2 separate regions of the Xenopus laevis genome follow, and region 1 is linked to region 2. The links are chromatin contacts, called in public Hi-C maps. All regions are on one chromosome and are shown on one strand. The core of a region is the stretch at or near the end of the contact, and the rest is flanking DNA. Distances in the headings are between cores, read along the strand shown. Region 1 has its middle 20 kb from the start of LOC108695724. Region 2 overlaps pik3r1.L (phosphoinositide-3-kinase regulatory subunit 1 L homeolog).

What was found. Hi-C and Micro-C count contacts between places; a contact is called where the count stands out from the background.
Region 1: a Hi-C map of the XTC cell line shows a contact between it and region 2, with 5 times the contacts expected there. A contact is called at or near these places in 2 of 4 Hi-C or Micro-C datasets (the XL177 cell line and the XTC cell line).

The regions. Positions count from the first base shown.
Region 1 is chr1L:203,650,984-203,656,859 of Xenopus_laevis_v10.1, forward strand. No RefSeq gene overlaps it. Among protein-coding and RNA genes, the nearest start is that of LOC108695724, 20 kb to the right of the region's middle.
Region 2 is chr1L:203,251,957-203,257,062 of Xenopus_laevis_v10.1, forward strand. It overlaps pik3r1.L (phosphoinositide-3-kinase regulatory subunit 1 L homeolog), which reads right to left. Exons shown (of 15, transcript NM_001092069.1): 2 at 2,311-2,403; 3 at 1,709-1,783; 4 at 415-546. Among protein-coding and RNA genes, the nearest start is that of pik3r1.L, 29 kb to the right of the region's middle.

The DNA of each region.
Region 1 (5,876 bases), core at 223-2,722, 400 kb after region 2:
TCTATATATTTAACTATACTTTATTTTATCTCTGCATTTTATTTGTATGCAGAAGTGGAGAGGAGCAAAAGAAAGTTCCAGGATTCAAAACCCTCGCATCCCCTCTGGGGGGGATGATATTTCATAAAAATAAAGAAGTGAAGGGATCAGCATTCCATGCAGGTGTAAGTCAGTGGTGTGGTAACGCCTCCCCCCTGCAAAAAATCTTTGGGGGGGATACAGACTCCCCCTGACAGCAGCCCTTATCCTCTCCCCACAGCCTGCATGTGAGAACAAACGTTGAGGAAATAGAGGGGAAGGAGGTAATTCTATTAAGCAGAATGTGTGGTCCTGGTCCTCCTGTCTCCCTACGACCACAGGGCCTGCTGTATTTAGGGTATTTAGGGTTGCCACCTTTTCTAGAAAAAATACCGGCCTTCCTATATTTATCTTTTTTCCCTATAAATAACATTGGGATCAACCATCATTTTTACTGGCCAGGCCAGTAAAATACCGGCCAGGTGGCAACCCTAGCTGTATTATAGTGCATTGTATAACAGATGCTGTGATAGCCTGGCTACCTACTGGGAATACAACAGAAAACAGTGGCAATTAAATGTTGTAAAGTATTGTTCCTTTATGCCAAAATGTGAATAAAATCCAGTCATATTTTAGAAGTCACCTCGGAGTTCCATGACCTGTGTAAGTCATGGAACTGCTCAGTAAATTATAAGATTCTTATATTTTACAATTGGGGGTACTTTATTCATTATATATATAATACACAAAAGCCATGAATATCTTGTAAATGATATCCTTATAAACGGTGAGTTCTGATGTCATCAGTTATAAACGGTGAGTTTTGATGTCATTTCAGCCACTAGACTCATTGAAATTTGTGTATTATAATAAATAAAGTACCCCCAGTTGTAAAATATGAGGATATTAGAAGTTACCTATTAGAAGTTACCTCGGAGTTCCATGACCTGTATAAAAACACTCGGCGTTGTGTTTTTATATGGTCATGAAACTCCTCTGTAACTTATAATATCCTTATATTTTACAAGAGGGGGAACTTTATTCACTATATATATATATATATATATATATACGCAGAATTTTTGTGTCCCATAAAAATACCAAACACCTTTTATTATTTTTACGAAAATAGCATAACATTTCGCTTTGTATTTTGCCGTAATTATGTGGTTTTCAACTATTTTGATTTCTTCCAGACCATAAGTTTTGAATTCTGCTTTAGCCGAACATTTTTTTCCCGAAATAGCAATTTCCACTGTGAAATGCCAGGGCCTTTCGCTCTGGGGCTGATTAATGCTAAAATGGATCCGGACCACGTGCAGTTCCACAGCATGGAGCACTTCTGTGCCTCTCTGTGTCCTGCAGGCAGCTTTTTGCTTTGTGAAAGAGTTAAGCTGCCTGAGCTGTTGATCTTGCATTAGATCCTTGTTGGAAATGAGACCATGTGCCCCACCTCCCAAAACAGCCAATGAGAGGAAAGCAGGAAATGGGGCAGACACAAAGAGTGTGCATAGCAGGATCCATTCTGTGCTGATAGTGTTTATCACAGAACAAATAGGGACACTGTGTATAGGAGATATTAACAAGTCATAGCAGTGTCAATATTACACCAACCTTACACTCTACAGAAACCCTACTTGCCCTGTTAAAACAGATCAAATATTTGGCTATTTGAGGTAGAAATATTCTTACACGCAGGCTCTAGGAAATCAGCGCCAATGTCAGCCATTTTACTGCATATTTGTGTCCAATTATTTCTTGTTTTTTTTTTTTTTTACAAGCCCAGAAACAAATAAAACTCAATCCCGTGAATTAACAAACGTAATAATTGCCATTTTCACGGCCCGCAGAATTCCCGGGAGCCCTGAGGAAATAATAATCTGGGATTATGTCAGACTTTTCGGAGAATATGGTTTTACTTGTCCCCGAGGCCTTTCACATTTTAGATACATGAAAGGAACCACTCCCAGGTTCAATAATGTTTTTCTAGAAAAAAAAAGAGAAACTGTCAAAAAAAAGAAACATTAATGTTTAACAAGTGAATATTTATATAAAGGAATCTGTGAAATTTCATGGAGTCGTTCCAAGTACAACAGCAACGAAGGGGTCATACAGAGAGTATTCCACGCTCAAAGCTATTTCAACAGCACCATCTACTGGAATGATCTAATATCACCTGTAATTATAATGGAATCTAAACCAGAAAGTGCCTTATTGTCTATTAAAGATATATACAGTATACACTTCTATTTAATATTAGATTTGTGATCTATGATCAGGGTTGGACTAGGCCAGGAAAAAACTCTGCGGGCTTCGGCCCAGACCTGCTCCCCCAGCTGCCACTAAATGAGCTGAATGTGCTGCAGCACTCGCATGTGCAAGCAGCGGACCCGGGAATTGGAGATCGGAAGGGGGTCCCAGGGGTCTGCCAGGAGGGCCTTTCGTTTGCAGCCCCAGTGGGCCCCAGTCCAAATCTGTCTATGATAAACTATATGCAATAACGAAAGGCAGTGATGAAGGGCCATGCGGTCCCGAAACGTTTGATCTTGTGGACAGTATTGAGAGCACCATGGAATAAAGCTTAGGATCCCCCCATTTGATGCATAAGAATGTATTGGCTATTTTCATTGTATGATAAACTATAACCATTTTTTAAAGGGGTTGTCCTCTCTCCAGCTTTCTAATGGGCGTCACTGACCCCACCTAAAAAACAAATAGCCTACAAATTTATCGTTATTGCAACTTTTTTGTTTGTTAGGGTGACTTCCACTGGAACTTACTATTATTTGCAATCTACCACCACTATTACCCACTTACCCAGTGTCAGACTGGGGGGCCCGGGGCCCACTGGGGCTTCTGTCTCTGGGCCCCCCCCTGCAGACCCTGAGGGCTGCTGCCTCAGGGCCTCCCATCCGGTAACCCTCCTCTCAGTGTGCGCACTTGTGCACGTACTGTTTGGATGTGGCAAAAAACTATGTGCACTATTGCACATGCTCGCCCCCTGACGCACATGGGCACTTGTGCACACGAGCGGCAGCGAGTTTGTCGGAAAGGGAGGCCCTGAGGCAGTAGCCCTCAGGGTTCGGAGGTGGGGCCCTGAGATAGAAGAGATCCTGGTTGCGGATCTGGGCTGGCGGGGCCCACTAGAGCCAGGGGCCCATCAGGTATTTTTCCCAGTGTCCTGCCGGCCCAGTCCGATCCTGCACTTACCCCTACCCACATCCTTACTTCCCCACATGTTTTGGATAATGAAACACAGTCCTCAAGGCCATGATATCTTTGAGATCTATAACAGACAATGGTTTACTCTTTTTCCAAACTGGCAGTTGTTAGTGTAGATCATAAAAAGGCAACAATAAGGGGCATTTTTATTATGCTGTATAAAATTAAATTCGCTGATAAAACGGTGTAAAAAGTTGTGTAAAAATATGACGAAAGGTGTGTTTTAAAAGCCAGATTTGTACTTGGTGAGTACCACCTGGAGAACTCTCCCGGCTATATCTCCTTGGTGGAGCACAAATGGCTCTTTTTAGCTACCCTATTTACCTCCCCACTCCTAAGAGGGTGCTAATAGAGCATCTGCTATCCACCATCTACACCTTATTCAGGGGTCGCTTTCTCGGACTTCAATTTAGTTCCTTATGGCACAAAGCTTCTTACTGGGCCCTTATGCTCTAGGCTCTCCAGAACATCTACCACTGGCACCTGGTGGAGTCCAAAGAGGAAGAGCTATGTGCTCCCTCCCCTCATATAATATAAGGACAGGAACAACTCACACTACCCCTAGTCAGAAATGAAGTCACTGGGTGGTACCTAATAAACCAGCACCCCCAGTTATTCAGACTTTCCTTGTCCTTTAGGTATTAGGTTCTAACCTTGGTCTTGCATGAGACATTGTGCTCATGCATAAACCAAGGAGACACAGATATCCTAGGTTATATCGACCAATAAATGGACAGAGCTGTGTCTTTTATTCCCACAAATATCAAATGCCATCAAATGATAACTGCAGAACACATGGCAAACTTCCGCCAGGTAGTGGATCAGTCAAGGCCCTCTAAAACTCAGTACCTAAGATGGCTGTGGCAAGACCCTCCAGGACTGGGTTCCTGGGATTTTACCCGGTACTCGGTGGTAGAGTCTGACCTTTGTTCCACCTGCTACCTTTTTTCTACGTGGTACAACTTGCACTATTTAAGCACAAATCAGTTACTGAGCCCAGAGTAGCTCATTCATCAACACTGGGCATTATTTCACATGTGCAGTAACATATGGTAACCTATCAAACTTTTGCTTTCATTGTTCTACCTGCAACTGGTTGAAAAACGGCAGCCACTAATCGGTTGCTATGGGTTACTGCCCAGGTACAAATTTGCCCATTGTTGATAAATTAACAATGAAAGTTCTTTTTAAAGGATGCTTATTATAAAACCTTGTAAGTGGATTAATGTATTAGGGAGTGAAAGTGTTTTGATAAATATGGCATATTGGATCCTGCGCACCATCTTCCAAATTAAGTGAATACTTGGGTGGGTCAAGTCCACCTGAAACCAATTGCCTAACTGGCAGAAACTTAATTCTGATACTGGCTTTTGATATTGGCAATGTACAAAGTAAAACTATATTCAGCCTAATATTTATTGGAGATGGCAGCCTCAAGGTCTTATGCATTATTTGATCATTTTAGTTAATCTAAACAACTATTATGTGGGATGTGCTAAATCAGGCCTATGCAGATGTGTGTGAAACCAGATGCCAAAGGATTGAGTTTTAATATTTCCCTTGGATAATCTTTAAAGGGCACCTGTTGGGTAAAATGTTATCCTCAACCAAAGGTGCGGGCTAATAGAGCCTGCATTCCGGTTGCGGATAACTAGTTTTTTCTTTAAAAATTTCCCGCCAGCGCGGAGGGAGCTCCTGGTGCGAGCAGCCATTTCCAATCACTCGCAGGCGCACCATGAAAACGTGCCCCGAATTGCTCGTTATGCGAGTGACACAACATGGCTGCTCGCACCGGCAGCTCCGTCCCAGTGCTGATAGCCTAGTGCTGACGGGGGGCATTATTTTTTAAAAAAACTACTGTTATCCCCGACCGGAATGCGGGCTCTATTAGCCAGCACCTTTTGTTGGGGATAACATTTTTACCCAACAGGTGCCCTTTAATTATTCATCCTTCAGTAAATGAAGGTCAACCATCATTAATGACATGCAATTATGTAAGAGGGTAAGGGACTGCTGTATTTCAAACTATGTTAATGTTTTATATAGGTATGGGACCGATTATCCAGAATGCTCAGGACTTGTGGTTTTCCTGGATAAGAGATCTTTCTGTAATTTGGATCTACATACCTTAAAGTGATACTGACACTAAAAAATATTATTCTACATTATAAGTTACCTATAGGTCATGTTGATCATTTTTTGCTGATAGTTCTGCTTCATAGCAGATAGTCCCCTCCATAGAGGAACAAGGTAGTAAGAAAGGTAATGTAAAATCATCTGGCAAATACTTTTATGGCAAAATTATAAATAGCATTCAAAGACAGTGTTATAAAAAGGTTATTTTCTTATGTCAGTATCTCTTTAAGCCAACCAAAACGTCATATAAACATTAATTAAACCCCAAAGGAGTGTTTTGATTCCAACAAGGATTAATTATATCTTAGTTGGGATCAAGTACAAGGTACTGTTTTATTATTACAGAGAAAAAGGAAATCATTTTTAAAAATCTGAATTATATGATTAAAATTGTGTCTACGTGAGATGGCCTTCCTGTAATTTGGAGCATTATGGATAGCAGGTTTCAGAATAATGGATACCATACAAAACTGCACACTTGAGCACTTTATTGCCCTGCT
Region 2 (5,106 bases), core at 1,520-4,019:
AACAAACAGGGCTGCTACACAACAGGCACCCCGCTATATGGGCATCCTTGTATTATTAGCATTTCGTTTAAGAAACGGTTGAAATCTGTGTTTTGAAATACTTTTGTTATATATTTCTATGAACTGTTGTGGCTCAATAATAACACAATGTGACCTGCTTTTATTGACCAAAAATGTCTTTTTATTCAGTTTCTATAGAACTTCAGACATGAGTGCCCTTTAGAAAGGGATAGTTCACCATTATGTTATATTTTAGAATGTTATAGAAGATCCTAATTATAGCAGCTTTTCAACTTTTTTAATAGCTATTTATTTCCTTTCTATCTTTCCTTTAAGTATTCAATGACAAAAGTGATACTGCATGTAAAGATGGTTACACGTTTATATTATGTGCCAGTCTCTTGACAAACTTACCTCTGGCAGCAGAGAGCATTTCACTGTACATTAAAGCTGGAATGACAGGATTTGGCAGATCCAAAAGGTAGCGCTTTAAAGCATCTGATAGAATTGCTATGTCAAACTGCTCGAAATCCACTGAAGCAGCATCTGTAATGTGATAATAAATAAAGGAATCAAGCCATCTTGAAATAAAAGGTGTTAATACATCATGTTGTTCAAGAAATACACAGTAACTACTGGCAGTTTGCTATACAAAAGGGCCAGGTTTTAGGAGCAGATTTGGACAGGTGGGTGTTTTACCTGTAAATATTATGGGTAACAGCAAGCAAAGGAGGTGATCTCTTGCAAAAAGGTGAGAAAGCTGCCTGAGGCACGAATGACTATGTCCTAAATCCTCAGTCACAATATCTCCATTATAACTGCGTGGCATGTAAACAACATTTCAGATTTAAAACACCTTTCTACAGGAACCTGTTGATGCGGTTTAAATCAGAAACGTTGTTTCACCTATACCATGTTACAAAACATAAAAGTAGTTTTAATGATGATATGCCAGTCGTATATGGTTCACGTTGAACACAGGTATGGACTGCACCTATAATACTGCAGGGCTATAATCAGCAGACAACACCCTAAACAAAGCAAAAGATAAAAAAAGGTGGAAAAGTACTGCTGTTAGAGTCCTGCAGCGGGTCGGGTACACGCGGGTTACCCGCAAAAACCTGTGGTACCCTGTGGGTTGTAGATAGAAGTTTCAGGATTGGGTATAGACACGGGACGGCGGTTCTCCGGGTTTGTGGGTCTTCCCAATAGCGAGTTTTACTCCTTTCTTTCTGATCACGCCTACTTCTAATGATGTCACTTCCAGTTTACAATGACTGCACTTCCTGTTTTACTCCTTTCTTTCTGATCATGCCTACTTCTAATGATGTCACTTCCGGATTATAATAACAGCACTTCCTGTTTCTTGATGGTCAGGGGTCAGGTTGCGGAAAAGGTATTTGCGGGTCGGGTAGCAGGTGCAATTAGGTAATTATGAGGGCTGCGGGTCGCATTCAGGTTTAACAAATTGGTTCCACGCAGGACTCTAACTGCTTTATAATGTAACAGCAATTCTTGGAGTTAGGCAATATCATATTAAAGGAACATATTGCCATCTACTGGTCAGAATGCCCAATAGCTTCTAAGATGTTAATATGCCGAAACACAAACCTGAAAATATAAATCACTGTTTCGCTGTATAAACTATTGACTAAAGCAGATTTTGCAGGAGAAATATTTCATTCCTAGAAGGAGACAAGGTACATACCATACTCTAGAATCTGTCTCAGTTCAGTCAAGCTGCTGGAACTTTGGGATCTGTATAATGTTGCAGACTCGAGACCTAGGAGACAGCAATAGAATTATTGTTCTTTATTTATATAGCCTTAACATATTCTGTAGTGCTTTACAGAGATTATACATCATTCCTATCAGTCCCTGCCCTGGTGGATCTTGCACTCTAAGCTCCTCAACACATTCACATACACTATGGTCATGGTTATATATAAACGAAATGTCGGATTTATGTACTAGATAAGTTTTTTTGATGAAACCGTAAACTTTAAAATGAGGGTTCATATAATCAGGTTTTTCCAGGATACTAAAACTGATTTAAAATCTGGGAAATGCTCCCATTGATATGCATTAAAACATGAAAGGAAAAAAAAAAGAAAAATCCATTAAAACTTTAAATCAGGGTTTGACTGTACAGCTATATAAATTCCTGTCTATCTATACATATATTAATATATATGATAAATAGGAATCACAATTCAGCAGAGTAACCATACTTTGGAATCATATATAAAGTCGGCTTTTAGGGCTAAAGAGTTAAATGGTGATTGAAGTATTTTGTTCCAAGTGTATTACCTTTCTTTTCAATGGCTTCTATGAGCTTGATAAGGAGCGGAGGGGCTGTATCAGGTGGTGAGAACTGTTCGGTCAGGTCGGGAAGTGTAAAAGCTGCGGAGAGGAAAGGAAAGGGTCATTAGTCCCAGCTGAATGGCGGTCCCTGCCAACAAAACTCTAGTTAAACGTTAAACCTTGAACAAACATTTTATCAGATAAGCGTCTGAACTAATGTTATACATAACACCTCTGTCCACCAGTCAGTAGGAGGTTCCATCACCAAAAAGATAAAGAGCCAAATATTAGTAATAAAGTGGAATGAGACAGATAAAAATCATATAAGCCAACATTTTAAAATGTGTCACTTTCCAGTATTTACTTAGAGCTGCCAGTAGAGGGAGCCACACACCACCCCATACAAGTCATTGCGCACTTAAGAAATGCCTGGGCTGAGAAGGCTGGGAATTGCAGCAGACACTGCTTGTATTCACGGGATATAGAACTTTAAACTACAAAAAGAGGAGGCGGGGGTAGAAGGCTGTTCCTTAGTGAACATTACTATTAACCGAGAAACAAACAAATATTTTTGAGGTTTAAATTCAAAGTCCATCCTGGAATGCCCAATCTACGCATAAGGCAGCAGAGGCTGCTCTCTATATTGTTATATGAAGCTCAGGTCCCACGAAAGCCCAGGGCTTCAGCCAGAGCAGCAGGGGGACAGTGATCACCAATGTGGCTGCTGGATGTATAACGCAGCCCCAAGGAAAGGTTATGGCTGATGAATTTCACAAACTCTAAGGGCTATTCCACACGGGGAGATCGGCAGGCGTTTGCGGTCGCGGCGACAAAGCGCAGCGCCAGTCGCCGCGACCGGCGCAGGCGACAGTTTTGTATGGGCGCCTATGTAAAAACGCCTGTGCTAACCACACGAGGCGATGCGCTTTTCAACAGTCGCCTGAAAATGCCTCGCCAGGCTTTTTCAGGCGACTTTTGAAAAGCGCATCGCCTGGTGTGGTTAGCACAGGCGTTTTTACATAGGCGCCCATACAAAACTGTCGCCTGCGCCGGTCGCGGCGACTGGCGCGGCGCTTTGTCGCCGCGACCGCAAACGCCTGCCGATCTCCCCGTGTGGACTAGCCCTAAATGCAAACCAGCAATATGCAAAAGCAACCGCTCTCCAGCGATAGCAATGGCTGAAGGATGCTGGGAGCTTTTGTTCGTGCACAGCTGGAGTGCCACAGGTTGTGGGTCTCTATTATAAAATAATGGCTTTTGAAAAGGATGTTTATAGAAAGTGATCTCTGCTCAGTTTCCAAGCAAAATACATCTGTTTCTTTAATAAACATCCATTTATTTGCACCGGAGAAAGGCAATTGCTGTTTAGAAGAAATATACCCCAGCCCGTGGTAACGTCTGCAGCCAAGTGTGATAACCAGACTCTCGAGAGGAGCAACGTCTGTGAGCCAGTTGCCCAACAAAAGGAAGGTCCGGCCTCAGCATCACTCTGCAACAGCAGCTGCCAGCATGCAACAATGTTGCACAAATACAAACAAACTGCCCAAAAGGAACAAAGTCCAGCTGAAACAATATCAGGCTACAACAGGAAGTTACGAGGATCTGAATCTGCCTTGTGAGCTACAGACCTGCAAGTCAGACACATGTCCCAGGCAGGCTCAATGGCACACAATGCACAACTGGTAAACGCACAGACTTTCTGGACAACTGGCTTCTAAAATACCTTTAAAAATAGATTATGAATCTTCAAAAGAAACAGAATAAATAAAACAATAACTCCACTTAATCCTATACAATTCACAGGCAAATGTCTCCCTCTCGGCCCATATGTTCCTATGCCGCTCAGAGACCTGCTTAATCAGTGATGGAGCCAAGACCAAAGTGCAGGTGAAGCACTCTGATAGATTAATTTCATGCACAAAGGCATCATATGCAGTTATTTAACAGAGCTGGGAGATTGATGGGAAATACCACATGCTAGGTCATTGAATGCACTCAAGACTTTTTTTTTTTTTTTGAAGGAGTGGATACATTTAGATAGTGATGGAGTAGACTCCAGCTTTTGTTGAACTACAACTACCTCAACTGATGGTGGTTATTGGGAGCTGCATAGGTTGATGGTTGAAGATTAACCAAATGTGAGAAAGTGATGGTGATATAAACATAAAGTGCTGGGAGCTGTAGCGAGAGCAGGAATCCCCAACCTTTTGAACCCGTGAGCAACATTCAGAAGAAAAAGGAGTTGGGGAGCAACACTAGCATGAAAAATGTTCTTGGGTGCCAAATAAGTGTTGTGATTGGTCATTTGGTAGCCCCTATGTGGATTGTTAACCTTTATTGAAGCTCTGTTTGGCAGTACACCTGGTTTTTATCAACCAAAACTTGCCTCCAAGCCTGGAATTCAAAAATGATCACCTGCTTTGAGGCCACTGGAAACAACATCCGATGGGTTGAAGGGCAACATGTTGCTCATGAGCTACTGATTGGGGATAACTGAGCTGGAGGGATAGTCACTTAAATTTTATAAAAAAAATCTATATCTCAGCATTTAACAGGCAGTTAGTATATTGTAGTAGTATATTAGTGCTACAGGTCTGCTCCAAGCACAGTCTGCAGCCAACATCCCTGGCATTTGCCAGTGTCAGGAAAAAAGCTGAAAACCCTAAAGGTATGCAATCTCCCATCCGGCAGCTGAAGGATTCAAGCAAAGGGCTCATTACTTCTCCGCTTTGATGGGTGGTTCAAAATGGAATTCATCCTAAAAGCAGTTTAAGCAAACAGCCAGTTTCATAGCTGTAAATG